Linked DNA regions of Zea mays: all the other regions are linked to region 3. Evidence: chromatin contacts called from public Hi-C data. All regions are on one chromosome and are shown on one strand. Each heading gives the region's core, a stretch centred on a gene start, on an enhancer-like site or on the middle of the called end of the contact. The rest is flanking DNA. Distances are from core to core; before and after follow the strand shown.

Evidence for each region. Hi-C and Micro-C count contacts between places; a contact is called where the count stands out from the background.
Region 1: a contact with region 3 is called in a Hi-C map of endosperm, with 3 times the contacts expected there. The contact joins the promoter of LOC100274414 here to the promoter of LOC103631010 in region 3. A contact is called at or near these places in 2 of 25 Hi-C or Micro-C datasets (ear and endosperm).
Region 2: a contact with region 3 is called in a Hi-C map of tassel, with 2.9 times the contacts expected there. The contact joins the promoter of LOC100191905 here to the promoter of LOC103631010 in region 3. A contact is called at or near these places in 2 of 25 Hi-C or Micro-C datasets (root tip and tassel).

Annotation. Positions count from the first base shown.
Region 1 is chr1:3,957,156-3,961,859 of Zm-B73-REFERENCE-NAM-5.0, forward strand. LOC100274414 reads right to left here and starts at 2,306. Exons shown (of 5, transcript NM_001148773.1): 1 at 2,049-2,306; 2 at 1,301-1,562; 3 at 1,004-1,203; 4 at 733-920. The coding sequence starts at 2,161.
Region 2 is chr1:4,673,581-4,678,284 of Zm-B73-REFERENCE-NAM-5.0, forward strand. LOC100191905 (Peroxidase 64) reads right to left here and starts at 1,967. Exons shown (of 2, transcript NM_001137329.1): 1 at 1,194-1,967. The coding sequence starts at 1,436. It also overlaps a transcript of LOC100381417 not described here.
Region 3 is chr1:4,291,661-4,296,068 of Zm-B73-REFERENCE-NAM-5.0, forward strand. LOC103631010 (histone H4) reads left to right here and starts at 1,323. Exons shown (of 1, transcript XM_008652034.3): 1 at 1,323-2,046. The coding sequence starts at 1,508. The coding sequence ends at 1,819.

The sequences.
Region 1 (4,704 bases), core at 1,056-3,555, 330 kb before region 3:
TATGAGTATGAGTATGGATAAGCAGGATAGCCTAAAGCACCATGTTACCTACCTACCATGGAACAACAAACAAATTCTTGACCCCATTAATTGGCGAGCTTTATCTTTGGATGAACTAAAATTCAATTTGAAACCCCTTTGGAACAGACAAAAAAAATGGAGGAATTATAAAAAGAACGGAATCCTAAAGGTAAATTTCCTATGAAGACCTTTAGAACATAAGATTGGGTTTCGATGAATCCTACAAAAATTCCAGTGGAATAGTTTGTTTCATAAGAATTTTGGATGAATTCTACCAATAGGTTGAACCTCATGGAAATTGGAACGGTTCCTTTGTGTCACTCTCATTGAATTCCTGTATTTTTTTTCTGTGCTCCATCCAGACATTCAATCTTGCAATTTATTGAGGGCCTGTTTGGAACGCAGGTTAAGGGCCTAAGTATTTTCAGTCCATACGATTCAAGATGTTGGTGCATTATATTCCTATGCTTTTCCTATTCCTGTGTTTGTAGAATCTCGCATTTCAAAGAGGCTGTATTTTTTTTGTACACATAACTCAGTAATCAACCAGTCAGGTACTAAGATTCCAATCTAGCATACTAATGGAATTTTATATATCATATAATCTGGGTTACATACTTAGTGCTGGTAAAAAAACAAAGTGTGCAGAAACAATACCGCTATTTTTATAGTGTCAGGAGTGCAAGTATCAGCGGTCATGCCCAAGATTACCTTTGTCAAGTTCGTAGAAGTTGAGGTACAGAATGTGGGTTGTCACAAATGCTAGAATAGGAGCGGCAACCATAACTCTAGATGCTTCGTCTCTTAAATTTAAAGTCCGCAGTATCGCCAAAATGAGGGAATACCCCAGAAAGGCAGCATCTGATGAAAAATATAGTTTTTCTGTCCAAATTGTGTCACTGCAATAGATACCAGATCTTGGTCAATGAGTTAGCAACAGGCAATTCATCTGAAAAGATGTATCCATTGTGATAGAGCCTACCAACTGTGATATATGGCACTCCAGAACCATGAATTCATGGCAAGGAGCCCATAGATGTGCCACAAGCCAGTGTATTCATAGTATGTCTTGTGAGTTTCTGGCCGCAGAGGAAGTTTATAATAAAGCAAGAGGAAAAATGATAGCCACCCATTAAATTGCACAACAAGAGTAAGCGCAGAGAGAGCTGCAGATAAAGGTTCCTGATAATGAAAGCAGAGGCATACAGTTTATACAAGGAAGTGAAAGGGAAACACAAGAGGTGAGAACTCCAGTTCAAAGAGGCAATAAATAGACTACCTGAAACACAGAGGCACGCTTCAAAGGCCATTTTCCATGATACTTAACAGGCTGGAGGCCAAGCTTTGCCCTTTCATTCTCCCTTTCCATCATACAGTGGTATCTGCATTCACTCTTGCAGTTCCAGTCCTTCCATTGCAAGTACAGTGGCTCATGCGTGTACCATGACTTGTCAACAGGTTGGCCATCGGTTGGCACCATACAATGTTTAATAGAAGTCTCCTTCAGGGAGCCTGTCTTTTGGCATCCTTCCACACAAGCTCTGGTAAAAATATGGGAAAATGAGGTAGTTGTGCTAGCTCAACCTTTGGGACCGTACCATGAAAAGGTGATAATATATAACTCTGAATCATGTAGCGTAATCAGAACTTATACACCCCCAATGCCAGTAGCCAAGAGGCGAAGACAGACAGCACCATTTTTATTCCTTTCCGGAACCGCTCGCCTTCGCTGAAACCACCAGAGGCACCGAGACGGACAGCACTGGGATGTCCAGCGAGGCCTAAAACGGAGTAACCCCGAAGGTTCGCCTTCGCACATAGACAGACGAACATAATCCGCTAAGTTTCATCAGACTGAGAGGTGAGCCGTCCAAGGTTCGGCGAGTAGCGATCGCGAATATAACTAGAGATTGGATTAGGGATAGAAGGGAAAGGCCGCCCGTGGGAGCGGAGCGGAAGCGAGGCTGCGAGACCAAGCAGCGTGCGAAGGTAAGCAGCGGAGGAGGCAGGGTGGGGGGATCTCGCACCTGTAGAGCGGATCAGCGTCGCCCTCGTAGGCTTCCACGGTGACGGCGACGGCGACGGCCGCGGAAGCGAGGGCGAGGAGCCGCAGCAACGTCCTCCGCCCGAGGAGCCCCATCCCCCTGCCCACCCTCGGTCGCGCCGGAGGCCTAGTGGGCGAGGCGGAGATCCATCGGCGCGGGGATGTTTGAGAGGGGGGGAGAGAGAGGAAGGGAGGCCGGGACCGGGAGGTGAGGAGACTTTTCGGGAAGGGTGGCGGTGCGTGCGCGTGTGCGTGATTGATTCCCTGCGCGCGCGCGTGTGCGTCCGTGTTGTTTGGGGGAGCAGATCGGTCGGGGGCGTGATGCGACGACGACGATGACAGCACAACAGGCAGCCGGGCGCCGGCCCCGGGTGGAGGAAGTGACTCGCGCCGTCGCGCGTCTGGGTGTGCGCGCGCGCGCGCCGTGTTCTTTTGCCTGCTGGCATTTCCTGGTCCTAACGACGTGTCTGTCCTTGCCTTGCGTGTGTTCTGCTGCTCCGCCTCCGCCTGCGGGTGCACAAACTGCATAGCGCGGCGCATCTGCAATAAATAGGTCCACACATAATTGGCTTCAGAATCGGAAGGATGCATTTGTCTGGTGTCCGTCTCCGCTGAGCCGAAAATGACATACACGGGCCTCGCCGCTGGCCCATGGGCTGTGTTTCTTTCAGTTCCAGCAAGTGGATCCGTGGTCCGACACGGGCGGTGGAGGCTCCGATGGAGTCCAAGGAAGTGCAGGCAGAGAGAACATGAGAACACGTATTCTCGGGCGGAAACAGCGGGCTACCTACCTGTGCATGTGCGTGGTCGAGGAATCGCCTTGGGTGCGAAAAATAGGAATCGCCTTGGATGAAACACACACAGGCTTCCCAAAACCATTTTTGGAAGAGAAATGCTGATTTCATTACTCCAACGGAACCCCTTCCTCCTCGCATTTTTTGGCAACCCGCAAACACGTACTAGAGTCCCACAGATATACGTGAGAACAAATCTGCGCGCACATCCTTTCCCGCGATGCACGCCTTTTTTTTGTTGACTGAGGAAAGCGGAGCAACGGTGGAGGGAGGAGGTTTCTGTGGCGGCGGAGGTGGTGTCAGCGGTGACGACCGGGAGTGTGAGATGCAGCCACGAGAGTCTTCGGATTCGATTATGCCTGCACAATCAATCCAGGACAGTGAAGCAATGCGGACTTGGCGGTCATGGACTCCGCATCCGCGAAGAAGGAGGGCCTGACACCGCAACCCTTCTTTGACGAGCAGCCTAGATTGAGGGGCTCCTAGCCGGGCCTCCCCGGCGAGTGCGCCTCGTTCCCGCCAGCGACCAAGCTGTCCATGTCCATCCCTATGGACCCTATGGGCTATGAGCGATTTGATTCCTTCCGAAAGACTGATTTTGTAGCATTACGGTAATCCATCAACCAAAGCAAGACAGGTACAGTGCATCACCATGACTGTTCCCTGATCTGCGAGACGGTACTGTTACCTGTCATTTGTCTTACAAATTCTACAGTATCTAATTACATTTCCTGGTTGTCGTCACATCTCAATAGATTTTGGGGAACTGCTGGAGTAAACAATTTGTTCCATCTCTAATCAGTTTAAGTATGCCCCCCGTAATTAGTTTTTGGGATTTTTTTATGTGTTCTGCTGGAGATGCTCTAATTAGAGAGAAGTTTGAAATAAAGAATAAAATAAGAAATGTGATAGGGAATTTTCTGGAGATAGTCTAACCACTAGGGCCATAACTGAGAGGGGTCAAGTCGAGCGGGCGTCTAACCCCCCAAAATATTAGGCCTTCCTCAGGTATATACTTAAATATAGTATTTAGTTATTTAATTTGTCCAAACAGCAATCGTTTTGTTGGCCCAACCATCCCATGCTAAGCGGACAGTCCAGCCTCTACTATCCTGCTCACGTAACATAAAGCAAAAGCAGTTGTTGGCATGCTCACGTAATCCAGTTCCCAAGTTAGGACTCAGAACAAAATACATTTAGAAAACATAATTTCTGCCACGGTGTAGCTACCACATCACCAAAGGACTAGGCAGGACAACAAGTGATAGGACTCGTCATCGAGGATCGACCTTCGCGCATACGAGTATAACATAGACAATAGCTAGCTAATTATGTTTATCGTTTGGGGCATCAAAATGTGTGCTTATAATTATACTATACATATATATATAGTTATTATATATACCTTGGTTTATAGGGCCTCTATATAAGCTTTCATCCAGGATCCCCAAAATCTTAGGCACGACCCTGCTCAACGCCGTCGGTAGGGCTGAATATCGAGCCAGCTTGGCTTACTCGTTTGAGTTCGATTTGGCTCGGCTCGACTTGTTAAGCTAACGAGTCACGAAGTCAACTCGAATGAGCTAGAGCAAAAAAATATGTATATAATAATCAATTTCTAGTTAATTCTAAATTAATTTAACAATAGAAAATAGTAATTATACTTATAGTTTCACAATCCACATCAATGTTACTCATCACTCATCAATTCACACACATATTCATTAGTTTAATCCACAATTATATTCGCATAGACTAATCTAATACATAGACATAGTTTATCAATCATTAGTTTAACTCATAAACATAGACAACATGCATACCTATAACATGTTTATTAATTGT
Region 2 (4,704 bases), core at 717-3,216, 380 kb after region 3:
AACAAAAAAGAAAAAGGAAAAAAACTGTAGCAGCAACTTCGAGCAAGCAGCATGTTTAGTTTAACACTGAAGGCTATATCTGTTGGCTTAACCGTATCAAATCTGTTGACCAGCAGGTTTGATCCTGCCATAGAATCAGCTGAATCGAAGCCCAAGGCAAGTGGAGAATCCCTACCGCTGAGCAGTGCAGTGCACTCTCCCAGCTCCTAATGCCATCCTCACCTCCAGAAGAAGGTTTTCGAGGGAACTGGAGCTATGCTGAGCCATGGAGGGCGACACGACGACACGAGCATGTGCCGCCGCTGCTACGGACACCCACCGGCCGTTAGGTTAGGCCCGTGCGCGCGGTAACGTACGAACCGAGCCAAGCAAAACCGAGGTGCACCTAAAGCAAAAGGACGGCTCGCCTCGAGTCACCTTCTCTCCTCTCTGCCACCGTGTAGAGATGGCCAAACGGGCCGGCCCGGCCCGGCCCGGCCCGGGCCCGGTGAAGCCCGGCCAAAACCGGGCCGGGCCTGCTGAGCCATCGGGCTTAAGTTTCTGTCCAAGCCCGGCCCGTAGCGGGCCTAAACGGGCCGGGCCGGCCCGTTTAGCACGAAAAAACGGACCAAAAAGCGGGCTAAACAGGCCGAAAAGCACGTTTTAGTGTAAAAAAACGGGCTTAACGGGCTTAGAGGTAAACGGGCCGTGCCGGGCTAGCCCGCCGTGCCTAGTTTCCTGTCCAAGCCCGCCCACTTATTTTACCGTGCCGGGCTCGGACCGGGCCCAAAAAGCGGGCTTCGTGCCGGGCTCACGGGCCTCGTGCTTTTTGGCCATCTATACCACCGTGTGCCGGCCGTGCGTGCTTGCTTCCGAGGCAGTACGTGCAGTGCAGTGCAGGACATGGCATTGTTGGGTGGAGTTGCCAAAGGCTGGACAGCCTTCCATTCCAAAGCTGCTTTCATGGCAACCATCCATCCCCCACATCCTTTTATATTTGATGAAAAAGAAAGGAAGCGTCCAGAAAGGCGCGGCTGGGCCATGCCTCTTCACTCACGTACGTACTCACTGCGCGTGATCCTAGACCGATTTCGCTCTACCTTGGGATGGGAATAGTTTTGTTACGTTGTTACCTAGCGCTGACCAAAGAGAACCGGAGAAGCTGCTAGCTAGTGGAAGAGCAGCTAGCTAGTGAGGGGACGAGCAGTGCGTACCAGCGCGAGGGCGTCGCGGGCGGCGAAGGCGAGGACGTCGGCGCAGGAGACGACGCCGAAGCAGGCCTGCTCCAGCCGCGTCTTGGCGCTGTCGATGACCTCGAACCCGCGCAGGCTGGCGTTGGGCGCCGCGTCCTTCTCCGCCTGGTTGCCCGCCGACGAGTCCAGCAGCACCGACGCGTCGCACCCCTGCAATACCAATAATACGCGTAATAATGAACAGAGAGGAAGGAGGATCCACATGCAGCTACGCGCGCAATCGAGGCACCCGGCCGGCCCGTCCCCACAGTACGTGACACCACCACCGCCACCACCAACCACTTTGCATTGGATCACTCGAGGAGGGCGGCTAGCTAGCTTGCTTAATAATTAGCCGCTTGGCGCACTGACCCTGACGAAGCAGTCGTGGAAGTGGAGGCGCAGGAGGCCCGCGGCGACGCCGGGGTTGCCGGACGCCGCCTTGCTCACCTCCTCCTGCACGATGATCTCCGCCGCCGGGCACAGCGTGTCGTAGAACCCCACCTGCAGCTGCTGCGCCCGCGACACCACCGTCGCGACCGCCACCACCGCCGCCCACACGAGGGCCGTCGCCGCTCCTCGTCCCACCATCCTCCTCTCCGGCCTGGGGAGCTAGCTAGCGCTACACTCCGTCCGGCGGCTTCGAAAAGGCCACCTTTTCTTTCGCTCCTCACCTCGATCGCGCGCGTGTCGTCGATCGATCGGTGCCGCTGGTTTTTCTTCCTTCTTGCTCCGGTGACAGCTAGCTGCGCGGTGTGTGTGGTGGAGTGGAGCTAGTGGGACTCCGGTCGGTCCAGGCGGTTTTATATATAGGGCAACTGGCATAGTGGGGGTGCATGCACATCCCATGTGGGAGGGGGCCATCGATACTGCTTAGTAGTGTGGAGCCGAGGAGAGAGAGGGAGAGACGGGTGCGGGCCCTTGTGGTGTATGATTGATTGAGATTTGCGAGAGGGATGAAAGAAAAGAAAAGCAGACGCTCAACAAGGAAGAATTAAAACGATGCACGCATGGGATCTGTACAAATGGTCGTTCATGCCTTTTTGGGTTTTGATCTGCTGCACTGACGCATGATGGAAAAGCGTCCATCTTGTCGCCTGGCGACTTGCATTGGCGAGCTATCCTTCTGTTTTCAGAGTTACTATCCGGCATGGAACTTTCTTCCCAATTCCCATGCATGCAAGCTACGAATGCGTACAACAGTGGGTCATAAATTTAGGATTCATTATCATGAATCCTAACGTACATTTATGATTAACTTTGTCCGCCTCTATCTGTTTTATTTATTTCGTATGATTAACGCTCATAACTTTATAATAAAATACGTACAGATGTCGGCCCCGGTTGCTTGACAAAGTAAGGTAATCAATGTCAGTGCAGTGCTTATGAGGCATCATCATCATGTTCTTGAGAGTTTTCGTCGTCCACGACGAGCGTCAGCAGGCGGCCGGGAAACGCGCGATAGATCACGCCAGCTACCCCCAAATCCGCGGGCACCCGAACATGCATTTGTTTGCTTCGTGGACGGATTAGACTCCTAGCCGCGCGCCTACGTTACATTACATTATAATACTTACACGTACTGCATATGGATCATTGAGAAAGCCTTTCTTCAGACGCATGATTATGCCATTCTTTTTTTTTCCCCTCTGCGCCATATATATGCTTGGTATGAGTGCTAGCTAGTAGTAGTCCGTAACAAAGACAAGTTTACGAGTGCTCGTGCGTACACGTGTGGTTAGTTAGTTAGGAGCAGGCAGCTGACGAGGCCACAATAGATTCTGGCATCAGAAGTGGGGTTAAAAAAAAAAAAAGAAGCCTCACATCCGAGTGCCTTCCACGTTAAAAAAAAAAAGGAGGCAGAGAGCTTTTCTACAGCCGCGCCAGGCGCCATTCTTCAAGCTTTACCCAAAAGGAAGCATGGATGGATGCATCCACCAGTGCAGAGCCCGCCGTCTGGTCCACGCAGTTTGTTGGCTGGTAAAGCCGGGTCACGTACTGAAGAAAGAAAGATAGCTAGACTCTGTCTCTCTGAACCGAATGCATGGAATGCTGAAGATCTCTGAGATCTGAACCAGCCACTGCCGGTGTGGAAGCGGAGCTGGGAGCTGGAGACTGGAGTGGAACCTTCTTTTTTCACTGTTGTTTGTTGTTACAGCACCTTTTTTTATTATTGTTACAGACTGACACTTAGGTACAGCGCTGTGGTAACTGTTACTGTAACGTCATCCCAGCTCAGCCTCGGCTTCTGCTACAGCAAATAACGGCGTTGGCGCGTTGCCAAGTGCTAAGCTAGCAGCTATGTACTGCCAGTTTCATTCAGGTCCATGCCTCCGCGGCTCCGCCTGCCTGTCTTCGTACTCCTTCCTGCTACTCCAGTCCGGCTCCGGCGCGGTGCTGCACATGGAGGCAGGTCCATCAGGTCCGTGCCGTCGCCATCAGTGGCCAATCAGTCAGTAGATCATTTGACCCCAATTCCAGGAAGACGAACTCCGGTGCGGGGCGCTCACGCGAAGCTTCAGTAGTTCAGTATCCAGGCTTGGCCCTTGGCAGCGCCAGCGCTACTGGAACTGAGACTGAACCCGGAATTCACAGCATCTTGTGCTTCGAATCAGTCTGTACTCTGTAGTCTGTACTGTGCTGGGTAGGGATCATCGGAGCATGATCATCGTCTTTTCTTTTCTTCTCTTTTTTTTTACGAGGAAAGAACGTAAAGCCCTTCGTTATCGTGTGCACGCCCTGGCCGGATCAGGTTCCCCATGCTGGCTGTTGGGTGCAAAGTTGGATCCACTTTCAGTGGCCAAATCGCAAGCTTCTTTTCCTTCTCTCCCCCCTCCTCCTTTCAAGCCTCAGGCGCTAATCAATCAATGATGCAGCTTTGTCTTTCACAAAACATGAATCATGCAGCATTTTGGCAGCCCAGCTCGCTCGTGATCATTAATGTCCAAAAGACTATTTTTTAGGTAGGCGGGCAGGTGAGGCCCTCGATTGTGCTAGGCACATGACAAAAGTGCGGCGCAGGCACCGACCGACCGGCCGGCCCTGCCCTCGCGTTCTTTTCCTTTTATTTTCCCTCTTTTTTTTCTTTCTAATTGTATAGGACAGGTTTCGAGAGACTGCATGTCCCCCCTTCTTGTCCGTGCTGGTTGCGTCGTTGTTGCCAAACAACACACGTCCATGGTCCATCTCGCAATTTTTGAGCAGCAGAAACGCAGGTACAACTTGATTCCATTCTGTAGTTTCTGTTGGAGTATACGGGATTATCAGAATATCCAGCTCAGCGTCTTGCTCTGTACCATGCGCAAGGGGATCACGCCCGCCTACAAGTATTTTCAGTGACAAACTGAGTGGTCCATGCGAAAGGTGAGTAACGTGTGTGTTTATGCTGATGAACCAGGTCACTAATTGGTTGGTGCGAAGGAAGGAGCCTTACCAAGCCTACCATATATATACTGTTCGCGGACGTCGACGTACGTGATATTTGGTCGGCGAG
Region 3 (4,408 bases), core at 73-2,572:
TAAGTAATCAAGCCAGGGACGGTTGTGACATAGTAAATCGTAGCATTTTCGTAATGTCACCCTAATTATTTTCAGTCTCCAATATAAAACAAACATTCGATAATCGGTCGTGCCTAGACACTTGTCCAAATTGTGTCGCAAACTTTCATATACCGATATACAACTAGTTCTGGTTACCTATCCTAAAACTAGAATCATATATCCTTATGACAGATGGAGTTGTAATGTTTTAATGACCGTGAAGTTGCCATCATACCCGAGTTCAAAGATGAAAACAACAAAATTAGTTTCGTATAATCCATAAATTCACATACCACACGTTGGGTTGGTAGTTGGAACAAGGAGTTAGAATCTAAGGTTGCATTGCATCTTAAAAAAATGGATCTTCTCCAAGAAAGTATAAAAAAAAAAAACAAGGCTTGAGGAAGAACGTTTGGAGCACAAATATGACCACTGTTTTGTAGTCATGAAAAATTCTCAAGAGGAAAATGCCTTTTTTCTTGTTCAGAAGGCACTAACATTCATTAGCAAGATTGTTACTTAAGAGATATTGAGAATGTTTGTAGTACTAAGGTCTAAGGTATTACGAAATTTTAATAGCTTTTTCTATATCTTGTTTACACAGTAGATAGTCATTCATATTTTTATCTCTGTCTAGCGAGAAACACAGAATATAAGATGATTATATTTGAATAACCATTTAAATAGGTTATTGATATTTTTTGTAAAAATTTCTATTCATATCAAATATCAATTAGTAAGAATATAGAGACTTTTTGGTGTTTTTTGATAGGGTACAAAGACGCCACACACACTCACACCACTACACACCACATACACGCACACACACTAAATTAATTTAGAGCTCTAGACCTTTAATAAGTGAGCATGCGTAATACCGCTGAAGGCATACGCGTGTGTACTATATTTTCCTAGATAAATGACGCGCCACTCAGACTTAAATCTTAGTCAGGAGCGCTGCCGGCCAGTGGGCAGTGGCCTTTGCCACTATGCCGTGAGCCCTTCGCGAGTTTTTTTTTAGTTGCTCTAACACACTGTAGGACATACGTTTTTCATTAGCAAAGGAAATGCTTTTTTTGGAAAAGAAAAGTCCATTGGATTTAACGGCGACGCCACAATCTCCCATTCCCGCGGCCCATCTCAAGCCCACTCCTGGAAAACAGACCCACGTGACGTCAGCGATCCGGGTTCATCCCCCACGAACCAATCCAACGCCGCGCATCCCTCCGGGATCCTTGCCACGTCACGAATCCACCCCACTCGCTTCCACGCAGCCCCATCCATCCATCACGGATCCGACGCGCCGAACTCCACCTCCCACGGATTGCACTCCCTCCCTCCTCGCGCCCAAGCGCACACCCCCTCCCGCCTGGAGGCCGCTACAGCCTACAAGTAGCACTCAGCCCGGCTCCCGTTTACCGCCGCCGACTTCTGATTCTACCACCACCCGCCTCCTCTCGAGTTCGATCTGTTTGCTCCCCCAGACATGTCGGGCCGCGGCAAGGGAGGCAAGGGCCTGGGTAAGGGCGGCGCGAAACGCCACCGCAAGGTGCTCCGCGACAACATCCAGGGCATCACGAAGCCGGCCATCCGGAGGCTGGCTCGCAGGGGCGGCGTGAAGCGCATCTCCGGGCTCATCTACGAGGAGACCCGCGGCGTGCTCAAGATCTTTCTCGAGAACGTCATCCGCGACGCCGTCACCTACACGGAGCACGCCCGGCGCAAGACCGTCACAGCCATGGACGTCGTCTACGCGCTCAAGCGCCAGGGCCGCACCCTTTACGGCTTCGGCGGCTAGGGCGCTAGGCTAGGCCATGCTCGACCCGCCCCCCACTCTCCGCTCTGGCGTCGTCACTGGTTCCTTGACCCCTGTGCGGGTCGGTCGGTGGTGCTAGGGTCAGCAGTTGTCTGGTGTCTGTAGCCTCTCTGGCTATCCGTTCTTTGGTGTGAAATGGAATTCCAATCGTGTGGGAATGGATCTCTGTTCGATTGTTCAATTGGCCCATATTCCATCTTTGGATCTTAGTTTTGCACTAATGGCGCAAGCCTTTTCGAAAACCAATGCTCTGAACTGCACTCTGTCTGGCTTATTTTGGAGCTGTCTGAATCTGGTTCGAAATTGGATATGGGCGGCAATTTTGCACTTGTGCAATCAAAATTCGCAACAGTCGTTTTTCGGCTTGGCGAGTCGAATTCGCAACAATGTTTGGGCGCCAGAGTGGCTCGTGAAAGGGGGTGCAGCGTGGCGTTCCACGGGCTTAGAATATCCTGTTCCCTGGACGCGGTCCTTTCCATGTCACTTCTCGCCTGGCGGCCGCTGCGGCGGTAGCGATCCCGACGATTTTGTTGTTAGCGATGGGACTAGAGGCCAGGCGGGCCACTGCGCCAGTGGTCGCAACCCTCGCCGCTGGTATGGCTGTGCCCCCGCCTTCGATCGGCTGCCTTCGCGTTGGCGGCAGCCGGCAGCTGGTCCCCCAACCTCCACCCCCCAACTGATTTGCTTGCTCTCCACAAGGCCCACCTTCCGCTGCGGCGTGATCAGCTCCAGCATCCGCGTACGCAGTTACGCACAGGTATGCTTGTTCCACCCATCACCCCCTCGTTTCATCCAGTTGATTTAACTGTGCAAGGTTTAATCAATTGAAGTTATTTGATCGTGTGGCACTTGTTGCGATCACACATCTCAGCAGGCAGCACAGTATTGTCTCCTTTTGGCGAAATGACAATATGGCACGGTGTGTAGTGTCATGTGTGTGCTCCAGCACTTGGATGGAAAATATAGAGCCTGTTTTTCTTATCTGGTTACAGAAAGTTTTGCTAAATCAGTAGTGTTGCTCTGATGCTTGGTTTCAGTCTTACTGGGCTGTTCTACCTGTAACCTTCTCCAATCTTCTGCATATCGCTGGACAAAAGCAGCCGAACTTTAGGACCAGACAGATTCATCTATGTGCCAAAATCTTATTAACAGTTGGCTTGCGTATGTCACTTTGACTGAACAAACATATAATGTTTCACATGAAAAGAAATGTAAACAAGATTTTGGCACATGAGTGAGATCTAGAGAAGATATACTAAACAAGATTTAAATCATATTTAACAAACATATACTGAACCAACTGTTTTAATTATATTATTTAAATATGATGATATCTTGTTTACATTTCTTTTCACAGTAGTGATCTGAAACTAGCCATATGTGTGAGCGAATAAAATGCATGTAGGATCCCACATGAGTGAGATCTAGAGAAGATATAAATTGAGGTAACCCTTTCTCCCGTAAATATGGAGAGGCGGCTTAGAACCTATGACTTTGCACCAGCCTTCTAGTGAATAAAATGCATGCACCATTTTTTAATGTAACAAATGCATACACCATTTTGACGTGAACCTTTCTGACTAGATGAAGATTTGCATATCCATGTGGGGCAGACGATTTGAAAACGCAATCCACAGTCCCTATACTTAGAATTCTGCTTTAATGCTGCCATTTCTTTTGACGCCGTTAAGTTTTGTAGCATAACTGAAAATGACAGCTCCTTTTTATATCTTATCGTCTTCTTTTCCTTTTTTTCATGCAGCTGGATACTATGATCCCGGCCGGTATCATGATGTTGCTTCTGTCAAGAGAAATCAACCATTTAAATAGTTGATGTTTTATTACAGAAGTTTTATCTGATTCTGTAATTTAGCTTCTTAATACCATCGTTTCGCATGCATTGTACGTCCATGGTAAAATTAGTTTTTGATAGATAAAAAAACTCGACCTGTGGGGGTAAGACAACCCATTGTGACCCGGGACAAGTTTTAGACCTATGCTTTGACGTGGAACAAATGAGAGAATTTTTTTAATCACAAGTCTGAAATTTATTGCCATATGGAGTTGTACCTAGGACCTCATGAGTATTACTCAGACTGTCTATCCAACTCAGATAGAGGCCGTTTCGATAGAAGTATTGTTTTGCATTGAATTCTAATATATAGCATTACGTGTTGGTAATGACCAGTTAGATAGCAGTTCTTTTTTTTTGAAGATGTAGATAGCAGTTCTTTGAGGCTAGAAAAGAAGCTAACAAGATTTCTTGCTTTATCGGTTTGCAGTGAGAAAAGTAATAAGCATGTTAAACATGTGCAAGTTTCATCATTGATTCTTAGAAATCTGCTTGTATCATCCAATGGATAAAGAGAGAATAAACTTTTTGGTTCGATGTTGACCTCAGCTTCATAGTTTGCTTTTTTCCTGATGAAGATTGCATTTTGTCATGTTTTTCTCGTCGTTGCTGCAAGCTCTGCAGGCATGCATCTTCCATGACGTTCGCCCAAGTTATTCTTAGTCTGTCTTTCCCCCAATGTTTGTTCTTGCACTGAGTAGTGTTCTTTTTTCTAAATG